2 separate regions of the Mus musculus genome follow, and region 2 is linked to region 1. The links are chromatin contacts, called in public Hi-C maps. All regions are on one chromosome and are shown on one strand. Each heading gives the region's core, a stretch centred on a gene start, on an enhancer-like site or on the middle of the called end of the contact. The rest is flanking DNA. Distances are from core to core; before and after follow the strand shown. Region 1 overlaps Gm12052 (predicted gene 12052). Region 2 overlaps Commd1 (COMM domain containing 1).

What was found. A called contact is a pair of places that touch in the nucleus more often than the background predicts.
Region 2: a Hi-C map of bone marrow-derived macrophages shows a contact between it and region 1, with 23 read pairs. The contact joins two enhancer-like sites. A contact is called at or near these places in 1 of 39 promoter capture datasets (neural stem cells), 1 of 484 Hi-C or Micro-C datasets (bone marrow-derived macrophages) and 7 of 115 datasets of contacts at active chromatin or transcription factors (bone marrow-derived macrophages, embryonic basal ganglia, embryonic stem cells and 2 more).

Annotation. Positions count from the first base shown.
Region 1 is chr11:22,616,178-22,621,276 of GRCm38.p6, forward strand. Gm12052 (predicted gene 12052) reads left to right here. Exons shown (of 5, transcript NR_166746.1): 3 at 224-312; 4 at 1,180-1,653; 5 at 2,144-2,315. Among named protein-coding and RNA genes, the nearest start is that of Gm12052, 7.0 kb to the left of the region's middle. Within about 2 kb of position 1,499, at least 136 of the 459 cell types and tissues checked have an H3K27ac peak or open chromatin away from gene starts, as enhancers often do. A contact at or near this core is called in bone marrow-derived macrophages, where this site is marked.
Region 2 is chr11:22,928,048-22,933,252 of GRCm38.p6, forward strand. The region is part of intron 2 of Commd1 (COMM domain containing 1); the gene reads right to left. Among named protein-coding and RNA genes, the nearest start is that of Zrsr1, 41 kb to the right of the region's middle. Within about 2 kb of position 2,199, at least 35 of the 459 cell types and tissues checked have an H3K27ac peak or open chromatin away from gene starts, as enhancers often do. A contact at or near this core is called in bone marrow-derived macrophages, where this site is marked.

The DNA of each region.
Region 1 (5,099 bases), core at 249-2,748:
AATAAACAAACAAATAAATAAATAAATAAAGTCTTTCCTGAGGCGAAAGTAAACAGGTTTTTTTTTTTTTTTTTTTTTTTTGACCTGGTTAATTACAGATACTTGTCTATGTTCTGTTGTGAATGTCAGCATTCAGTAACTTACCTTAACAATATCGAGCCTGTTGTTGCTGATTGTTAGTATTTTGGCTCTATGAGTTGTTTTGTTGCTTTGTTTGTCTTAGAGAGCTATTTCATCAGGACCTGAGAAAGCTTAGCCCTCAGAAGTGCTTATAGTGAGACCACACAATGACATGCAACATCACTCAGACTCGTGAGTATTCTCCATCCCCCTTTGGTTAGGAGCTTCCACGGATGACATAAAAAGGAAATTTAGCATTGCAGATGATCCTGTGAAACAAGTATATCTGGCAGTGTGGCAATTGTTTGAGGTACTAGAAAGTGTTAGTTAGCCCCGCTTTACTCTGTTACAAACATCTCTTGTAAAGGTGAAGAAAATGAGCTGAAGAACAAAGTCAACATTCCATAGACTGAGGTAGTCAGGAAACATGGTCAGGGAAATGGGGGACTCAGTTAGATGCAACCCAGGACAGCTAAGACGGGGCCTGGCTCTGCATGTCTTTGATTTGACCATGTCACCACAAAGAAATTCCAAAGAGACAAGCCTCCTAGACCAAGCTGATGCAGATTTCAGGCATACAGTAAAGGGCCATCCACCAAGGGTCTCTCTCAGGGCTGTCTTTGCTGCAGCACCGAATGCCCTACAGAGCTAGTATGCTGCAGCTTCCCAAAGTCAGGGTGGACCGGAAGACCCTCCCGCCCCTTTCAGACACATATTCTGCCTGATACAAAACAACCACTCAGTCCACGATACCTGTGTTGTTTTCCAACTATCTTAAAGATTTTCAATCAGAAATTCTACAAGCAAGAAAAACACATGACATTCCCAACTACGGAAATGTATATCCATACCACCATACACAAGTGTTTATAGCTACTTTTTATTCATCGTGAATAATGAATCTGCTTTAAAGACAGGCTGTTGAGTTCGAGACCAGAATTTAGTTTCTCCTTGTCTGCAGCATTCCATGCTGGCATCAAGAGGGCCTCCTTTAATTAGGAAGGACACAAGTGGAAAAGAACGTAATTGGGCTGAGGTTTTAATGCCTGGCTTTGCCAGGCTCTCTTACTGCAGACCCGAGGCACTGGCCCAAGCATTCCACCAGGCTCCACCCAAACCCACCAGCTGGACGAGGAACCACGGGACGTTAGAATCAGAGTAACTTTGGCCAACAATCTGAGACACTTGGGAGAAAATTCATTCTAAATCTAACAGCTTCCTGCTCTCAGGAAGGCCTCTGGGCTTCCGGTGCCTCTGGTCCTCCTTCCCGGCTCTTCTGTGGAGGCTAGCTTCCTCCAAGCTGACCCCGAGGGAGCCGCCTTCTCGTAGGTGGAAAGCGAAGAGAAGAGAGCGGGTAAGCAGTGGAGACACATTGGCTGTACTCAGGACCTGTACCAGAGGTGGCAGGAGGACACCACCGAGCCCTGCTCCACCCATCGCAGCCTCGAGACCCTCTGCGCGGGGATGCTGACCCCTGCTGGCCACCTGAGAGATTGCAGCGTGGCCGACTCCCAAGGGGCGGCAAGTGTAAGGGTAAGGGTAAGGAGATGGGGATGGGAAAGGGGTTGCTGTGTAGTAAGCGTGGGTGGTAGAAGACTAGGGCCAGGATGTTGGGCACCATCAGAGGCCCCTCCACCACCCGGTGGCTGCCCAAGTGCTGTCCGCTCCTCTTGTTTCTAGGAAAAAGAGTGAGAGGAGCCGTAAGGGCTATGGAGCCCAAATCAGCATGCCTCTAGGACCTACCTGAGCCTCCAGAAGACCCCTCAACAGGAACCGTTGTCCGAACCAACCAACTCCAAACCTAAACCTCAGAGGCCTCCTCATGCAGACAGATTGCTGACCTATCTCTGGGGTAGTCAGCTGAAATACCCCAGAGATATTCACGGCCTAATCCCAGGAAGTTTCTTTAAATGGCAAAAGAAACCTAGAGTGTGTTACCCTCGATTATTTAGGTAGATTCTACATGTAATCAGGTATATCACCAAAGGGGAAGTGAGGTAAAGGAATATTTATTTCACTACAGAACAGAAGGCAAGCCATCTTGCAGGAGGACCTGAGGAGAGAAGGAGAGAGTCAGGAGAGAACAGATTCCCTCTACAGTGCCCAGAGTCTCCCCTGACTGATTTGGACCCAATGAAATTCCAAACTCTGGTGTCAAGAACTTTAAAAGAATAAATGTGTGCTGTTTTGAGGTATTGAGTTTGTAGCTTTTTTAAAAAAGCAGCAGCACTGAGGTAATGTGTTGCTTCCCACTCAGTAGTGAGTTCTTAGAATTAAGTGGCTAATGAACAAGACAAACCCCATTTCCATCCCCAGGGAGTTTTATCTGCCATCTCCTGAGCTTTAAAATATTGCTGGCAAATTCTTAGATAGGGTAGCAGAGAAGACAAGGAACACATCAAAAAGACTAGCCCGTAGACATGCAACAAACAAACAAACAACAGCAACGAAGAACAGATTTCACACCTGCTGGGCAGCTACAGTCAAAGTGACAGGGGCAAGCAGTTTCTTGTTTGTTTGTTGTTGTTTGTTTATTTTGCTTTTTTGATGACTTGGAGAAGCCCAGTCCGCACACACTGTTGGAGGGACTCTATGGCATACCCAACCTGGAAAGTAGCTTGGCAATTTCTTTTAAAACTGAGCATACATAACCGGATCACTCGGCACTGTGTTCCCAGGAGTAGCTGCCAGGGATTGAAGCCATTAGAAGGTTCATTCGATCTAAACTCCACTGCGGGTGCTCGCACAGCGCACTCCTCGATACCTGCCTGTACTGGCTAGTTTTGTGTCAACTTGACACACCTGGAGTTATCACCGAGAAAGGAGCTTCAGTTGAGGAAATGCCTCCATGAGATCCAACTGTAAGGCATTTTCTCAATTAGTGATCAAGGGGGAAAGGCCCCTTGTGGGTGGGACCATCTCTGGGCTGGTAGTCTTGGTTCTATAAGAGAGCAGGCTGAGCAAGCCAGGGGAAGCAAGCCAGTAAGTAACATCCCTCCATGGCCTCTGCATCATCTCCTGCTTTCTGACCTGCTTGAGTTCCAGTCCTGACTTCCTTGGTGATGAACAGCAGTATGGAAGTGTAAGCTGAATAAACCCTTTCCTCCCCAATTTGCTTCTTGGTCATGATGTTTGTGCAGGAATAGAAACCCTGACTAAGACACTGCCCAAATGTTTTAGATTCACGAATGAAAGACACACACACACACACACACACACAGCCTCATTTTTAATATGCCCTAAGCAGCCAGGAGCTGGGTCACTACCCAGATGCTTACATGGCTGTACACTTCGTCTCCTGCAGCTCTTAGGCATGACTTTCCTGCTTCCCCATGGTTCCCTTGCCGGGAAAATCTAAGGTTCCCCCCTCTGTCTCCCTGTCCAGCCACTGGCCACTGGCAACTTTATTTACCAATTACAGCCAACTGTGGGCAAGGACCCTCAGAGTCTTACAGACAGACGTACAGGTTCCCATGTGATTTGGGAAACTGAATTAACACAAATAGCATTAGATCCAGTCCACAACAAGGATTCAACTGAGATAACTAAATACATGTATGTAAAACCACCTACACGAATATACATGCTTTGTACATAATAGCTACAGCCCAGAACCCATGGTCAACAGTGCATGGAAATGCAATGTATGTGAGTAGATTATTATCCACAAACCAAAAGGAACAGATCTCATACAGAATGCATAGACCACACTGGCTGAAAGACGCTGTACACAGAGGACTGAGTGTCACTTGATTCCACTTATCATAACCTGTTAAGATGCAAACCTAGCCAGGCTTGGTGGCACACACCCGGTATCAGGAAGCAGAGGCAGGGGCATTGTGATTTCAAGGCCAGCCAGCTCTGTATGAAAATGGTGTTACAGAATAGGCAAATCCACAGAGACAGAAAGATGGCCCATTGCCTGAGACCAGAGATGAGCCTAGGATTGGGGACCAGCCACAAGGGACAGAGGGTCAGTCTGAGGTGATGACTTTTAAAACCAGATTGTGTGGTGATTACACAGGACACTTAGAGCAAATACATCTTACTGTCCAAAAATTATACTTCAATTTTAAAAAGTCAACTCATCCCGTGGTAAGCCTTAAATCATACTTTAAGAGAGGCTCTTCAAAAAAAATATTCCAAAGCATTAAGTAGGACAGGAAGCCAAACAAGATGGGTTTCAGGGCAATAGCCCAACTCTTTTTTAGATCAATGTAGCAGTGATTTCCCCCACCAGCAACCCACTGGTGTAATGCTATCTTCACTTTGTTATTTCATTCATTCATTCTGTTTTATCTTTTCTTTTTTTCGTTTGTTTGTTTGTTTGTTTGTTTGTTTCTCGAGACAGGGTTTCTCTGTATAGCCCTGGCTGTCCTGCAACTCACTTTGTAGACCAGGCTGTCCTTGAACTCAGAAATCCACCTGCCTCTGCCTCTATTTTATCTTTTTGTGATACTGGGAATCAGACCAGACCCTCCCACATTTCTTACTTTTTGTTTTGAGGCTCAGGCTGTGCTTGAGTTGACCATCTTCCTGTGTCAGGGATCACAGGCCTGGGCCACCAGACTTGGCTCTATGCTGTCCTTTATGATCCAGAGAGACAAAGGAACAGAACTGTACATTGTTCACGTCCTACCTTGGCAAGAGCCCCAGCTGGAAGCCAGTACATGCCTCTTAATGCTGTAGTTCGTGCAATACTATATCTAGCCTGGTTCTTGAGCCTTCTTCAAGGCAGGCCTGGGACCTCACCCCAATCTAAAATACCTGGGTGTATCCAACTGGAGCAGTTGAGACACCACCCTGCATTCTTCTGTCTCTAGCCTACCCAGCCTGAAGTTGCTTGTATTGTAATGTTAAGTGCAGACCACCACCACCCCCACCACCCCCACCTAGAATCTACATATAGCCCTAATGACCCCAAGTTAATTCTGATTGGTGAATAAAGATGCCAACAGCCAATAGCTTGACAGTAGAGA
Region 2 (5,205 bases), core at 949-3,448, 310 kb after region 1:
AAAAATAACACCCCAAAACAAAAACAAAAACAACCAAACCCTGTGGGGCAGGGTCTGGGACGTAAGAAGCACAGCTGCAGCCCACAATGCTAAACTTGGCTGAGGCTCCCAGGAGGCAGTGGTCCCTCTTCCTGTTTGCTTTGGGCTGGCTCCTTTGTCCTCTTCTAACAAAATTCATACGTAGATTTATCACAGATGAGGAAAATATTTAGCTAACAAACAAGCATTTGTGCTATTAATTTAAAGGTTGTACAAAGAATGTTGACTTTTATCTCAAAGTCAAATCCCTGAAGTCTGTTCCATACACACCCTGATGTAGAAAACACCCACTGAGGCCCTGACAGAGTAGCAGCCTTGTCAGGGACCCTGCGTGTGATGGTCTACCTTGATTGACAACTGCACTGGAAACAAAACTCTGGGCATGACTGTGGGGCACTTTCTAGGTTCCATTCATTGAGGTGGGAGGATCCACCCTAAGTGTGGCCAGCACCATGGTGAGCAGGAGGAGCAGGCTACTGTAAAAAGTGAGCTGACAATGTGTGCTGGCAAGTTTTATATCAGCTTTACACAGCTGAAAAAAAAAATGTCCCCAAAGACTGGCCTGTGGACAGGTTCGGTAGGACATTTTTTTACTTAGTGATTAATGGGGAGGGCAGAGCCCATTGTGAGTGGAGCCACTCCTGGGCTTCTGGCAAAAGCAGGCTGAGGAAGCCTTGGGGAGCAAGCCAGGCAGCAGCAGTGCCCTGGGACTTTTGTTTAGGTTCTTGCTGCCTTGACTTCCCAACCCGATTTCCTTCAGAATATGAGAAATGAAATAAACCTTTGCTCCCCAAGTTGCTTTCGGTCATGGTGCTTTATCACAGCACCAGAAACCTAAGACAGTGAGTGTTCACTGCTTTCTGCTTCCTGACCGTGGGTGCAACGTGCCCCGCTGCCTCCACCACTCTTTCCTTGCACTGACAAGCTGTGAGTCAAACCTTCCCACCCTCAAGTTCCTTCTTTCCGGTACTCTGTCACAGAGCAGGACGGTCACCAATACATTGAGGAACTCAAGGCTAATTAAAGTAAATTTGACTTTGACAAACTACTCTGATATTGAAACAGTTCTTTTCTCCACTGATACACTGATACAATACCAAGTAACGCTCTCAAAAAGCTGAATTTTGGAGAAATAGTATGATTTGTAACAACATGGCACTTGAGGATCAGCTCTTCCCACTGGGCTCCTTGTTCCCTGTGCATCACTCCCTGCAGAAGTCCTGAGTGATTGAATGTGTGCTCTTGACACCAGCAAGACCACACATCAAGGACCCTAGCCTCAGACTCAAATGGCAAACCCCATCCTGCCCCAGCTCAGGAAAATGCTAAAGCCTTCCTGAAGGGTCTGAGTACGGAAATTGAAGGTGTCTGCAGGAAATGCCCACCAATAGCTCCCCAGACCCTATATTTATGGCCCAAAGACTTTTCTCCTAAAGAGACTGCTCCTACCAAGATTAGCTAAGCCTGTCTCCTGATCCAGATGTATTCTATAAACCTGCCTCCTTGTTTATCTATGTAAACCCACCTCCCTTTCTAACTCTACATAACAAAACACTGAGCTTCTGGGATACAGTTTCCCAACAGAGAGCTCAGTCCACCTACTACCAGCTTGTCTGTATGTTTGTCTTTTATTTCTTTGCCCCTGTCAAGTCAGATCTATCCCTGTACAGGCTGCACTAGCACCCTTAGTGTATCCAGATGACATACTGATGACAGAAAAGAGGCGTGTCACACTGGAACCAGCTGCTTGCAGCTCAGTCTGACTTTCCACCTTTTCTTTCAGAACAAATTGGAAGCCACCTGCAACTAATATAGATACTCAAAACAAGTGTCTCTTTATGATCAGAATATTTTAAAGCTTTCAAGGGGAGAACACTTTCCCCCAAGACAGGGTTTCTTTGTGTAGTTCTGTCCTGGAACTCACACTGTAGACCAGGCTGACCTCGAACTCAGAAATCCACCTGCCTCTGCCTCCCAGGAGCTGGGATTGAAGGTGTGCGCCACCACTGCCAGGCAGAACACTTTTTAAATGGTGTGGTGTTTGAATAGGAACAGCCCCCAAAGACTCAAAGTGTTTGAATGCTTGGCCCACAGGGAGTGTCACTACCAGGAGGTGTGGCCTTGTAGGACTACTGGCCTTGTTAGAGGAAGTTTGTCACTGTGGGGGGGTCTGTGATGCTCAAGCTTCAGCCAGTGCAGCACCCAGGCTCCTTCTGCTGCCTGTAGATCAAGATGTGGAACTCTTAGCTCCTTCTCCAGCACCATGTCTGTCTGCACACTGCTAAGATTAGCCATCTTCTGGCTAAGCATGCTCATTATTCATTCCTTACTTCCCCAAAGAAATTACTATCCGTGCAGTCAACACTCTTAACTCCATGGTTCCTCTGACAGTTTTCTTTTCACCGTGACTAACATCCACTTAGATCCAATCTGCTTTCCCAATCCAACTGAAATAGCCACTTTGTCCACAGGCACTGCACTTAAGCACATGGAATAGAAAGAAGAATTAAGACACACAATCTGCCTTTCAAGATCATAGTCAGTCAGATCTGTTACTGAGGCGCACAGGCTGCTTGCTTCTGAGAGGAGAGTGCCTTGCAGCAAACTCAGGGGTTCTTTCTACCTCCCTGGCTGGTCTGAGAGGACTCAAGGAGTCTCATAAGACAAATGACAAAAACTCCTCAGCTTCGGTGGCACCAAGACCAGCACTCTCCTGGATAACCAGGTGTAGCTGGTGCATATCCTTGAAGAAAGGAGATTAGGGTCCCACGTTTAAGTCATAGAAAAAAAAATCAGAGGTCACAGACAGTTATGGCCGGCCATAAAACTAGTTCCTGATAGCCCCACAAAGGACAGTCTTTAATCCCCCTCCCAGCCTCGGGATTCTGCCCCACCAAATGGTATCATGTCTGAGCTATGACTTACCTGACCCATCTTCCCTCCCCTTCACCCTAAGCATTCAAGGAACTTCTAACTGCCCTGTATATAAGTGCTAAAACACTGGAGCTGGGGGTCACAGACTCCGAACCTATGCTGTAGGGGGTTTGTGATCCGAGTCAGGACTCATTTTCAGTAAAAAGTCTTTCATGCCCACTTGCAGCGGACTCTGCACTTCCTGAGCTCGCCTGGGCTTCCTGAGGAATCAGGGCATAACATCACACAACTGTAATCCCAGCATTGGAAGCAAATGCAGCAAGATACTATTTGAGTTTGAAACTAGTCTGCATTTATAAAGCAAACCTAGTGGAACCTGAACTACAGTGAGGACTAAACAAGGCTTAAGGATCAGGTGAGGAAGGCTTGCCTGTCACCTCAAGATTCTGAGCTCAATTCTCAGAACTGGGGCACATGGGGAACTGGGGAGAGCCAGTGTATTCAGTGTATTTATCTCTCCACATTGAAGTCCTATGATCTGTTCTTTTCTCTCTGCTGTGATAGCCACCGGCCAACACCCAGTCTTCACAGTCAAACATCAGAACTAAATGTTAATTTCTTAGAGAGGTGCTTGCCACTCCTTTCCAGATATAAATGTACAAGTCACTTTCTATGAACATGCTGGCCATAATTATTTCACTTCTTCACTTGATAATCCTTACACTGCCTTTCAGATAAGGTCTAACCAACTTCTGTTTTGTTTTGAGACAGGCCATGTAGCCCAGGCTCAGGTTGGTTTTAAATTCCTAATCTTTTTGCCCCGCCTTCCAAGTACTGGGATTACAGACATGCACTGCTTCTTCTATCTTTAGTCTAACAACTTTGAAACTTCCATCTGACTGTTAAGGTACCTCAAATTCCCTACAGATACCCCATTAACAAACAACTTGATGTTTGTTGTGCCTGCTTTCTGAATCCTTTTCTTTGCTCTCAATACTTTGGCTTCTGACTTCCATATACCATGTGTACCCAATCTGCAATGCTTAGACCAAAGACATCCTCGTTTATACAATCCTCTCAGCTGCCAATGCCATCCTCTCTTTCCTCAGTTTGGTCTCCATCGCTGCTCTATCTGCCCATTTTTGTGGAACCCATTGGTTCCTATCAAAGGCTGTCACCATGGACATCACGCCTGACTTTGCTCCCCAAGACTCTGATGTATTATTCTGAACATGGTTACACAAATTACTGACCCACTGATACAAAGATGAGTTTGTTGCAACCAGAGTCAGAGACAATAAGAGAAGTAGAGTCCATCATGTAGTCCCTAAATGAATGACTAAGACAGTGGTAGAGATAAGGTAGCTACAGGATTGCACTAGTTATTTTTTTCTCACTTCTGTGACCTGATATCTATCTGAGCAGAAGCAGCTGAGAGGAGAAGTTGATTCTAGCTCATGGTGCAGGAGATACAGTCCATTATGAAGCAAAAGTGGAGCCAGCTCTGCCTGCTCATATCCCACAGGTCAGAGAGCAGAGGGGAGTGCTGGTGCTCAACCTTCTTAATTCCATTTAGAACCTCAGACTATGGCTGAAATGTCTACCCTACTCCCCATAATTCTCTCTGAAAACACCCTAATAGATACACTTAAAGCCCCATTTCACTAACACCCTACGTATTTCTTTCTTTTCCTTTTCCTTATTTTAAAAGACAGAATCTCATATAGTTCAAGCTGGCTTTGAGCTCATCCTGTAGCCAAGAATGACTTTGAACCTCTGATCTTTCTGTCCTTACTTCTTGAATTTTGAAGCTACAAGTATGCCCCATCACTCAGTTTACGTGGTACTGGAGACCAAACCCAGTATAGGGAGAAGAGGAAGCCCTGACTGAGTGAAGTCCCAAGTAAACATGTGCTGTTGACATGAGCATGGCTATGTCCACTGTGGCCTCCGACCCATGGAAACATGGCCAAGCCACGCTCGCGTGTGCACACACACACACCAGGCTGAAGCTCAGTAGGAAAATGGAAACGCCTTCCCTTCTGGCCCAGGTGGATGCTGATAATGTGTGCAGGATATTTGCAGTCAGAAGACTACTCCCCTTCAGAGACAACTCCTACTGAGATTAGTTAACCTGCCTCCTTGATGCAGATGTGCACCACAACCTCTGCCTGATTTATCTGGACATAATAAGCATACCTCCTTGTTCAATATGTGCAAAAACCTTGCCCTTGTATTTAACATGTAGTAAACATGCTGAGCTTCCTGGATGTGGAGGTTTCTCCAGCACAG